Linked DNA regions of Mus musculus: region 2 is linked to region 1. A link is a contact called in public HiChIP or PLAC-seq data. All regions are on one chromosome and are shown on one strand. Each heading gives the region's core, a stretch centred on a gene start, on an enhancer-like site or on the middle of the called end of the contact. The rest is flanking DNA. Distances are from core to core; before and after follow the strand shown.

Region 1 (5,553 bases), core at 1,301-3,800:
AGGCCAACAAGCATCTGTGCCTGAGATCCTGGTGAAGCTCTGACAGCTCAGGTCACCATGAGTCTGACCCTGACTCCTCTGTGCAGGGGGCGCTGACCCAACTGATCCAGCTCAACCATGGCTTCCACCGGGTGCTGTCTCAGCCCCAGCTCCGAGTACTCCTGGCCAGGGCCGAGCTCATCAACATCCATCACCTCATGGTGGAGCTGAAGAAACACAAGCTAAACTTCTGTTTCGGACCTGCCGGGACCCTAAGCTCCCGTGGACTCTCAGTGGGTCACACACTGTCACCTGGGACCTCTTCCCATCCCTTTTGTCTCCACGGCTTCCACACACCGCACTCAGCCTCCATTGCCAGGACTCTGCCTCAACAGAGTGCACCCAAGGCCACTCCCTGGGCTTCTGAGTCAGGTGACCTTCATTTCCAGTCCAGTCAGCTCCTCTGCTGTTCACTCACAGCCTGTGAGCTTCCACCGCCCCAGGCTCTGACTGACCCTCAGCTCTTAGGGCTCAGCAGTTCAGGCCACCCTGTAGCTGATCTCTGGGCTCTGCTGGAACAGTGACATCACCTAGTGGCAGGGCTCACTCTGTGTCAATAATAAGTACTTACAGTGCTGGGACTGTCCTCTCCTTTGTCCCTGGGCCTTTGAGTTCTCCAGCATGTCTTTCTTGTAGACCTAGTCAGTTCCTGGTGGGCGTCAGGAAGATGATGGGATAGTACCCCGATTTCTGTTGCTGCTTCTGGCTGATGGGTGGCATAGTTTCTCAGGAGGGGACTGTTTGTAGCTCTCCAGGAGGGTTACACTTGCTGCAAGGCCTGGGAATGTGGTAGCTTTGGGTGCTGTCCTGAGGGCTACCATGGGAATAATCAACACAGACTCTGAGGTTGTCTGTGTCAGCCTCTAAGTGGCTGTCACAGCTCCTTTGAGGATGGAGGGCCTGTAACACCTGCAGCCATGATCGAGGCAGGGGTGGACCTGGCTTCAAAACAGATCCTGTCATTTTCATGTGACCCAGACACTTCCTGCTGCCCTCTGCCCCACCTCTGTAAGGAGTTTGCAGACCAGAGCAGTGTTTCTCAATATTCCTAATACTGCGACCCTTTAATTCCTGGTACTAACCCCAACCTTAAAGTTATTTTCAGTGTTACTTCATAACTGTAATTTTGCTACTGTTTTCTGATGGCCTTAAGCAACCCCTGTGAAAGAGTTGTTTGACCCCCAAAGGGGTCATGACCCACAAGTCCTAGAGTGAAGGTACATGCTTGACCAAGTTGTTTGGTTTTTGAGACAGGGTTTCTCTGTGCAGCCTTTGTTGTCTTGGAACTCTGTAGACCAGGCTGGACTCGAACTTAGAGACCCACCTGCCTCTACCTCCTAAGTGCTGGGACTGAAGGTGTGTGTCTCCACAGCCTGGCAACCTTGACCAAGTCTTGAACAAAAGCTAGGCTGGTTTGCAGACCTGTAACCCTGGCTAATTAGGGACCAGAAGCACTGGATGGAAAACCTGCTTCAGTTACAGAGTAAGTTCAAGGCCAGCCTGGACCACGTCTTAAAAGTAAAGGCTGGGACACAGCTCGGTGGCAGGAAGCCGTCCCTAGGTCCCATCTACAGCGTGGGGGAAATTCCAGGTGAAAGATGCTGTCAAGGGAAAAAAAGAGTAATTTGAGGTTATTTCCTTTACCCCATTCACTTCCCAGGGCCTTGGCTGGGGGCCTAAGTCCACCCAGACCCCGTCCCAGGCATCCATGCTCCTTTCTCACTTGTTACAACTTTCCCACCTACTCCACCACCCCCTTCTAGGTGTCAGACCTGGGGATCCCAGGCTTCTGGTTTTACCTTATAGCCCCGGGTGTTCTGGAACTTGCTATGTGGTTGAAGAATGCAGAGATCTGCTCTCCTGAGTTTTGGGATTGAAGGCATTCCCAGAGAAACCCAGGACCCTTTCTTTGTGTGGTCACATCAAGCTCAGCCGGTGTGTAGTTCAGTGAGGACACGGTCAACAGGCAGGAAGCCCTGGGGTAAATCCTGGGCAACAGCAACCACAAAAGGAAAAACAACTAATGCTCTGCTGTGGCGGGCTGTGCAGGGGATACCCGGTTTCTTAGTGTGGCCCTTCCTCAGTGTGAGCTGGACAGCTTCGCGGGCTTGTGAAGCTGGCCAGCAGTTCCTGAACTCTGCAGTCTGCAGTCTGGAGGGACATTTGACATAGAGCCCAGTCCATCTCCAAGATTCTTGGGAGCTGCGATGCGGAGCACGGCCGCCAGGGGGCAGCAGGACACAGGAATAGGAGCGGCTCCAGTTCCTGATCACCTAAGTGGCTGTGAGCTTTGAATGCTGGGAAAGGTAGGGAGTTGTGGTCGCCTATGCCCTCTTCATACCGAAGCAGCCAGGGATTTTCCTTTCAGCCCCAAATCCTCTGGTTTGTGGTTTTCACGGGTCCTTATGATCTTCGGACTGAAACACAACTTCTGAGCGAGATTACACCTCGGCTCCTCTCTAGATTGTGACTCAGCACCAACTCTCCAGTCACAGTGACATAGACACACACACACCATGGCATGCTGAGGTGAGGCATGAGGATCAAGTTGTAGGTGGGAAAGGTCAGGACTGGAGAGATGACTCAGAGGTTGAGAGCATTAACTGCTCTTCCAAAGGCCCTGAGTTGATTTCTCAGAAATCACGTGGTGGCTCACAACCATCTATAATGAGATCTGGCGCCCTCTTTTGGTGGCTATAGACATATGCAGGCAGAACACTGTGTACATAATAAATTTTTAAAATAAAATAAAGAATTCAAGGTCCACCTGAGCTACAACAAGGCATACAGCACAAACAGCATAAATGAACGAACACACAGGCTCCATAGACCAGTAGCATCAGGGGCCACTCTGTAGAAGGAATCACCCTTCCCTGGCTGATTCCCTAAGATCATTGTGTACACATCATTAGATGTACACGCCTACTGCAAGGGTCCCTAGAGTGCTGATCTAGGTTTGGAGGTGTTCCTATGCGCTGTAGTGACCCCCAATACTGTTCAGGTATCTCTTTCTTTACAGAAATCTTATTTCCCTTCATTTATTTTTCATTCTTTTAAAAAATATTTTTATTTATATGGGTGTTTTGCCTCCATGTATCTTGCGCGCGCTCAACTGGCCAGGAAGAACGACGCTGCAACAGGATCCTTCTGCACACGTTTATTGGGAGAGCTTGATTGTAGAGGCGAAAAGACCTCGAGCCCAGAACTGGTGCTGCTTTTATAGGCCTAGGAGAGGCGTGTCTCACACCCGGATTGGTTATGCACTATGCCTCATTTGCATGTTCCTCATCTGATTGGCTACTCTCTCTCAGTACCTCACAGAGCCTCATTATCATAACTCATTTGCATGTCTCACATCTGATTGGTTACTCTCTCTCAGTACCTTACAGAACCTCATTATCATACCTCATTTGCATGTCTCACATCTAATTGGTTATACTCTCAGTACCTTACAGAACCTCATTATCATGCCTGGGCCAGGCAGTGTCTTTGCAAAAAACTTTACTGCATATGTACACATTGGTTGTTTGTCCAATTTTATGCGTGGTGGCCAGCAGTAGTCAGTGCCACTCAGCAACGGCACATGTGGCTTCCCACACATGTATGTCTGTGCCCCACAAGCATGGAGTTCCCCAGGCCGCCAGAAGAGGGCACCCTACCCATCTAAGGCTGAGTTACAAGTGGATGAGAACTGGAACTGAACCCAGGTCCTCTGGAACAGCAGTGAGCATTCTTCACCTCGGAACAATCTCTGCAGCTCCATAATTTTATTCGGAAGTGACACCATTTTTATTTTTATGCCTTGGCTCTCTGAGATTCTTTTCTCTGCAGCACAGGGCCTCAGTCAGGCCTGAGCCTCCTAACTCCCCTGCAGAGAAGGTGTGAACAGGAGAAGCCCTGGCTTCCTCAGGGGCACAGAGTCCCAGAGAAGGAGCTTCCCAATCCGTCCCCACAGTGCTCAGTCTACAAAAACGTCTGATGTCCTCCAGCACCAAAGCAGCATTGCTAACATAACCCAGGCATGGAACATTCCAGATGCCCTGTGTAGGTTTATATTTTCCCAAACCTACTTTAATAAGCTTACTTAAGTGTTTTAACCTCTCTTCTAGCTCACCACCCACCAGAGGAAATAGAAAGGGCAAAGGAGCGTGTGGACCTGTTTAGAAAGAGTTCTTATGGAGAGTCCAGTCTGCATTGTCAGGATATCAGCAGGTGAGTGCACATGAATCAGCGATACCAGTTCAATCCAGAAGAAACTTTGAGATTGCACCGATCAGCCTGAGTCTGCAGAAGCAGGAAGAAGATGCCAGAACATCACCAGAAGTTCTTTGGTTAGTTTCTCTCTACAAAGTCCTGAGAAACGATCAGCAAAGAAGGCAAGGCTAACCAATGCCACAGCGTTGTCTGGGAAGAACGAAGACCAGCAAAGCGTGGCAAGGTGAACCAATGCCGCACAGTGTCGTCTGTGGTCTATTGGGTGATATTTATACCCTATCCAAACATCATGTGTTCTCTCAAGAGGGCATCTCTGAAGCTCTGGCAAAACATCGCCTGCCCCTTTTCCAGGCAGTTTCCAGAAAAGCACCATGAGTTTTTCTTCAGCAAATAAATCCTCCCAAAAGAGAATTTCAAAAAAAAAAAATCACACAACACAACTGAGTCTCCAGAGAAACCAGAAATTTCCTCTTGAGACCTGGTTCTCCTAGATTTAGGTCCTCAGATCAGGGGGTTGCATTGCCAAAGTGCTTCTTGTACACCACACATATCTGTTTTTTAACAGATAGTCTCTAATTCCATCTTTATCCTAAAGCTTTAGTAAGGACCTTTGCAATAACAAAGAGCTGTTGTCAGCTGACTGGTTTTCACACATTGGGAATGTGTCTCAGTGACTTGAGTGCCTACCGTGTATAATATAGGTCCCAGATTCCATTTCTCAACACTTCCAAAAAACAGGGTTGTGGCACCAATTCGGGATGGTGAGGTGACTCTGGTAGAGGTGCTTGCCACTGAGTCTGACCACCTAAGTTCAGTCCCCCAGAACCCACGTGGAAAGAGAGAACTGGATCCCCAAGGTTGTCTTATGACTCCCTCTGCCCCCAACACATACCACAGATGGAGAATGGCCTCATTCACACACGGTACACATAAAGCAATAGTATAAATACATAACACATAAAAGAGTTTAAAATCTCTGTGATTATCCTTGCATGGGATGCCCTTCAGTCCTCCTGGCTGCTTCTCATCACAATGTGGGTTTTGGACACAGGTAAGTCTGGAGGAAAACTGGACATATCTTTTACATACTTGTCCTTATACATAACTGTCCTTATGACCTTCAATATGAAATCATCATGATTCCTTTTTTATTTTATTACATTGATTTAATAATTATGTGTAGGGATGTGCATGTCGTGATGGCTATGTGATGCTGAGAGGATAACTTACAGGACTCAGGTGTCTCCACTCTCCTTGTGGCTTCCATGGATCAAACTCAGAGAGCCAAGCTTGGTAGCA
Region 2 (6,037 bases), core at 3,149-5,648, 40 kb before region 1:
AGCAAATATTACAACACTTTGAAGATGTGTCCAGTGAAGCAATCACAAATACCATCATTACCATTATGCACAGTAAAGCACAAAAACCAAGAAAACATTACAACTCTGTAAAGATGGGTTCAGTGAATCACAAACAGAACAGGTGACATCATGAGGAGTAGAAATGATTGAAGTATAACAACTCTAAAAGAATCTAAGCAGTGCGGCAGTCATCCAAGGCAACTGGCATATGTTCAAGATATGTTAATAAATCTTTATGGTCAATTATTATTTAACATCTAATGCCTGATTTTTTTCAGTGCTTAAATTTAAACTAGGTTAATTCTTTTTATTTAAGATTTTCTTTACCATATGCCAAAGCCCACCTCCAATAACACACATGTAGCCACATGAAATTTTATTGTTGGAAAAGTTTTTATCTGTCATAATACTATTATATAATTTTGTAAATAATTTCAAAAGTAAAGAGTTGGTTTCCCCAGATAAGGTCATGTTAGTGACCCCATCTCTAGGGATGGTTTCTAACCCATTACTTTCACTTAAAATCTTAGCCTAGGCTACCAGGAACATGTAAATAAGAAAAGGAATAAGCGAAAACAAAATAAATCAATTGCCATGAGAACTATGACTCAATATAATACTCTGGCCAAGAGTTCCACAACTGGTTCCAGGAGGCCTCCTTCTTTTGAAGTATACCTCAGTCTGTGCAACTTGTCACATGGCTGCTACTGGGGTTGGTGTGGCAGAGAACATGAGACACCATTTTCTAAAGAAAGCTGATGTCTAAAGACTCTTGATGTCACAGGAGAGACCTGAACACACTGGCTGTCACTCAGTCTACTCCAGGCAGCTGTCTTCATGCTAGAGAAAGAGAGTCATGAACCATCACTGTGAAGACAACATCCCAACAACCCACCACTCACAGGGGATTCTGGGAGTCCCTGAAACCCAATCATGTCCACATTGCCCCTCCCCAATCAGGCACCAGAGTGTCACCTTTACAATTCTAGGAGAGAGATATCAGAGCTCTGGGGGCTGTCCCTGCCTAGGGTAAAACAAAACAAATGTATATGTACATGAAAATGTATGTATTCATATCACAGTACAACTCAGGCTCCCAGAAGATTTCTCTGGAGGAGTTATTATGGATTCCCAGAGCTCCTAACATCTCCAGCTTCACTCTAATGGCCTCAGGACAATCCTGTCCCCCACACTAACCTGGATCTTGAGCGTAGTCTCTTACTTTTCCACCTGTTGAGATGAAAAGCTGTGAGAGATCAAGGAGGATCTTGACTCTAGGAAGTTCTCAGAACTGACAGCAGACCCAGTTAAAGACAGTAGCAATGAGGGGTGTGGCTGTGTTTCCCATTAATGAGCAGAGAACTCTCTAAAGGAGGCTGAGAGGGAACTCAGACCCTGACCTTTCCTACCTGTGTTTCTCCCTCTTTTCATCACAAAAGCCACCACAGCTCCAATGATGATCACAGCTCCAAGGACAACCAGAACAGCAATGATCACCATGTAAGAGTCAGTGGATGGAGGAGGCTCTGGGAAGGACAGGTACAGGAAAAGAAGGTGAGGGTCATGACCCCAGCTCTCAGCCCTGAGCAGCTCAGGGTCTGCAAAAGGCTCCAGCTTTCCCTGACCCCAGCTCTGCACCCACACCCTCCTTACCCCATCTCAGGGTGAGGGGCTCAGGCAGCCCCTCATGTTCCACATGGCATGTGTATCTAGGCTCCTCCCCAAAAGGCACCATCACAGATGCCCACTTCTGGAAGGTTCCATCCCCTGAAGGCCTGGTCTCCACAAGCTCCATGTCCTGGGTCAGGTCCTCCCCATTCAACTGCCAGGTCAGGGTGATGTCAGCAGGGTAGAAGCCCAGGGCCCAGCACCTCAGGGTGACATCACCTTGAGAACTGGGGTGATGGGTCACATGCGCCTTTGGGGGATCTGTGTGGAAGATTTAAGAAATCACAGGATTTTAACAAGACAAACTAAAATCTACTCAAGACTCAGTTAAATCAATGATGACAGTGAATTATTTGTCTGTTTGACACTACAACTGTCGTTGCACAGTGACCAAAAGCAGAGCTGGTCCCCTCAGCACAGAACTACACATTTTCTTTTGGGACTTAGAAGCAAAGAGGGAATCCACTGAGACTCAACCACTGTGGTCATCTTGCTGACCAACATTAACTGTCAGTCCAAGAGAACAGCCATCACAAAGTGTGTAGTGAGAAAATGACTCCCAGCCCCTGACTCTGGGGGACAAGGTACAGGTGTTTTAAGCAGGACACTTGAAGTGATCTGTGGACCTCACTGGAACACAGTGGGCTCACAGGGTGTGTGGTCTTCCCTCTCACTCAGCCCTGGATTGCAGAAGACCCTGTCTCTCAGAGTCCAAGTCCTGATTCACTGGGGGGGGGGGCACTGTAACTTGTGGGGCAGAGGGAGAGCAGGAGGCTTCTGGATGTTTAGTTCTGACAGGAAACACTCTAAGTTCACAAGAATCTGTTATTTAATGAGAACCTTGTTTTAACCCGTCTAATTATCCAAGTTAGCAGTCTCCCCTGGCACCTGTGGAGACTGATACAAATGATAATACAAGGGCAGGGAGAAACAGGATCACTCCAGTGCAGACAAAAACTGACTAGAAACAAAATAACACCTTCAAAAATAAAGAAAAAGTAAAGAGAAAAGAAAGAAGAATAAGAAAACAGATAAATAAGTAAAAGAAATTTCTCGATTTATATTCCTCCAGGGTACCCATAAGGGCTCACATGACCATTCACCACTGTAGGAATAGAGAGAATTGGGTTGTGGAAGGGATGCAAACCCAACAGACTGGGAGGGATCTATGAAAATGTACTCTATGAAAATTCTAGATACTGGGCAAATTAGCCTAGTGTAGGGGAGTCCATATCTCCCATCAGGTAAAGGCGACTTCAGGTCCTGAGGTGCAAGGGCTGACACACTCAGCAGGACAGGAGTCAGTGTCCACACACAGTAGGTGTGGGCAGAGAACCCGGCCTGGGAGAGGCCATGGCTGACAAAGGCTACAGGGGAACTGAAGGGAGCAGCTGTTGTTACCTCAGGGAAATTCTCTCCTTCCCTCCTGAGACAGCCTGGGCACTGTCCAGGGAGAAGGCTGAGCCCTGGGAGAGTCAGTGCAGTCACTGTGATGAGGGATCAGGAGACCCAGGGTCACTCTCTCCCCTCTGAGACAGGGGCATCACCCCAGCTGAGGGTTTCTTCTTCCCCAGGACTGAGCCCCAGCCCGAGGGCAGAGGGAGGAGCTGCCCGAGGGCCCCTGCACCTGTGTGCAGCAGCGTCTCCTTCCCGAGCTCCAGGTATCTGCGGAGCCACGTCAAGCAATCGACCTCCAGGTAGGCCCTGCGCTTCTCTGCAAGACCAGCCTGCTCCAACTTGCTTCGGGTCTTCAGTGCTGCCAGGTCCGCCGCTGTCCACGTTATCAGATCCTCATTCAGGGCGAGGTAATCGCGGCCATCGTAGGCAGACTGCTCATACCCTCGGAGTAGGCTTCCGTCTGGCCCCAGGTCACAGCCAACCAACCACTGGAGAGTGTGAGAGCCTACGGGATCCCGTGGTCAGCTCCCCACCCCCTCCCCACCCGGCCCAGGCCGCCACCACCCGCCCCGCTCCCGCCCCCAGACTACCTGTCCGGCCCCGCCCACCTGTGGGCTCAACCAAACTGAAAGGGAAACCGATTCCAGGTGGGTTCTGCTCCCGAACCTTGGACTTGGGATGCGGGAGGTCTCTGGGCTCCTGTGTGGGGACGTGGAGGGGTCGTGACCTCCGACCCGGGGTCACTCACCTCCCTTGCTCTGGTTGTAGTAGCTCAGTGCGGTCCCCAGGCTCACTCGGAAACTCTGCTCATTTTCCTTGGAGACCTGTGTGTTCCGCTCCCAATACTCCGGCCCCTCCTGCTCCATCCACGGCGCCCGCGGCTCCATCCTCGGATTCTCCGCGTCGCTGTCGAAGCGCACGAACTGCGTGTCGTCCACGTAGCCGACGATAATGAACCGGGGCTCCCCGAGGCCAGGCCGGGACACGGCGGTGGTGAAATACCGCAGCGAGTGTGAGCCTGTGGACGGCGCGCGGTGAGACTCCGACCTCCTCCCGGAGCCCCGGCCGGGTTCGCGGGCGGGGAGGCCAGCAGGGTGCGGTGCTCGAGATGTAGGTGGAGAAGGGGCGGAAGGTATGGTGGGCGACGTGGGGACGCGGCTTCCCCGTTGCCGCCCCAGCCCCTCTCCGCAGACGCTGTTTCCCTCCCGACCCCGCACTCACCCGCGCGTGTCTCAGTCAGTTTCAGGGCGGCCACCAACAGCAGGAGCAGCCTTCGCAGCGCCATTGCCCCATCTGGGATACAGGGCATCTGAGGCCCTTGGCTGCATGGACTTTATAACCTGCGCCCGCTGCTGAGGAGCTGGTTGGTTTCCCAGGATCCTGCCACCCAATGGAAATGAGACCTGCCAGATAATTCCTGCTACCTCAGGGTTCAGAGAGGGCATCAGATCCCCAGGAGCTATAAAGTGGTGCTGCTACAGGGCAAGGGAGGGGCAGGAGCTGAGCTGCAGGAGAGGGTGGAGTCTGCAGGGAGCAGAGTGAGGCCCTTGTGCACCTGTGTCTTAGTGAGGGTTTCCATTGCTGTGATAAGACCCCATGACCAAAAGCAACTTGAAAAAGAAAGGGTTTCTTTCAGTTTACACTTCCACATCACAGTCTATCATTGAAGAGATTCAGGGCAGGACCTTGAGAGGATTCTAAAGGAGGAACTGAAGAAGAGGATGAGGACCAGTGCTAATAGCTTTGTAGCTCATGGCTTGCTCAGCCTGCTTTCTTATACAATCCCTGATGACCTGCTAAGACAACCTGCAGTGAGCTGAGCCCTTCCATACTGATCATTAATAATAATTTTTAAATTGCCTTATACACTTCCCCAAAAGCGTCCTGGATGGATGCAATTTCTCAATTCAGGATCCTCTTCTTATATATGTCTCAGTTGGTGTGGAATTAACAAAATACAAACAGCACAGGCTCCTGGTGCAGGGTCACTCAGTGAGAGCTGAGGGAGGAGGATATGTGAGTTCCTCTCCCTGAGCTGAGCCAGGGACCTGTCCTGTGGATGGAGGCCCCATGGAAAAACAGTTGGAATGCAAGGAATGGGAACACAGTGGGTTCCAACTCCATTCCTGCCCCTCAGTCCTGAGGACCTGTCTCTCCCTTGCCTGTTGGTTGATGCTGTTGACATAACCATGGGAGGGACTGATAAAGTCAGGGCATGGGAGGAGAAGGGTTGCTTCAGGAGCTTTCCCTTCCCCAGAACTGTGTGGTAGCCTGATCACACAACATCAGTGATGGGAGCAGCTCCAGGCTTGGTTTTAGCTGCATTGAACCATGTCTGCTCGCTGACCAACATCCACAATTTATCCAGGTTGACAGTTGGGCAGAAGCTCTGGTTCCTCTTCAGGTGGTCATGCCTCACACCAACTTTCCCTGAGTGACCTGGGTGACACTTGTGAAGTTCATCCTGAGGTGATGCCTCTAGCATTCCTGTGGCCTCCTGGGTGCTCGCAGTGTTTTCCTGATGCAACCATGGCCTCGGCTCAGGTGGCCCCGGAGTTTCCAGGTCTTCCTCAGTCTGGATGGCATGGCAATGGCAGAAAGGAAAGAGGCTCCTTAGACCTTTATAAACTGCATTTAAAGCACTTTTTATGGCCTTTATAAGTGACATTCACAGATCTCAAAGCACACTTTTAAGATCGTTGCAATTACTTAACCTCTCATATCCTTAGAAGTTACATACACTTTACAGTTTTTTTCCATCGAATTAGACACAAGACACAGGTGGTTGGTTACTGACAGCAGTCACTGTAAAACAACTTCCTTTACATAAAAGAATAGTAAAACGTTACATTGAAATCTTTGGTGGGAGTTTATCTCTTCTGAGAATCTGGTAACAATGTGATCAGTGGAGACCCAGTAGCAACTCTGGAGAGTGTCCATGATTTTTAAG

What was found. HiChIP or PLAC-seq counts read pairs in DNA pulled down with a chosen protein or histone mark.
Region 2: a contact with region 1 is called in an H3K4me3 HiChIP or PLAC-seq map of intestinal villus epithelium, with 20 read pairs. The contact joins the promoter of H2-Q2 here to the enhancer-like site in region 1. A contact is called at or near these places in 2 of 39 promoter capture datasets (the C10 cell line and liver), 3 of 15 datasets of contacts at CTCF or cohesin (CD8 T cells, the NIH/3T3 cell line and thymocytes), 52 of 484 Hi-C or Micro-C datasets (the 4T1 cell line, B cells, the Ba/F3 cell line and 39 more), 12 of 115 datasets of contacts at active chromatin or transcription factors (CD8 T cells, double positive thymocytes, embryonic basal ganglia and 4 more) and 4 of 9 other capture datasets (adipose tissue, embryonic tail, macrophages and 1 more).

What each region holds. Positions count from the first base shown.
Region 1 is chr17:35,298,883-35,304,435 of GRCm38.p6, reverse strand. It overlaps the pseudogene Gm18734. Among named protein-coding and RNA genes, the nearest start is that of H2-Q1, 19 kb to the left of the region's middle. Within about 2 kb of position 2,550, at least 127 of the 459 cell types and tissues checked have an H3K27ac peak or open chromatin away from gene starts, as enhancers often do. A contact at or near this core is called in the 4T1 cell line, B cells, the Ba/F3 cell line and 14 more, where this site is marked.
Region 2 is chr17:35,340,668-35,346,704 of GRCm38.p6, reverse strand. H2-Q2 (histocompatibility 2, Q region locus 2) reads right to left here and starts at 4,398. Exons shown (of 8, transcript NM_010392.3): 1 at 4,309-4,398; 2 at 3,836-4,105; 3 at 3,317-3,592; 4 at 1,675-1,950; 5 at 1,431-1,547; 6 at 1,219-1,251; 7 at 997-1,045; 8 at 1-861. The coding sequence starts at 4,372. The coding sequence ends at 999.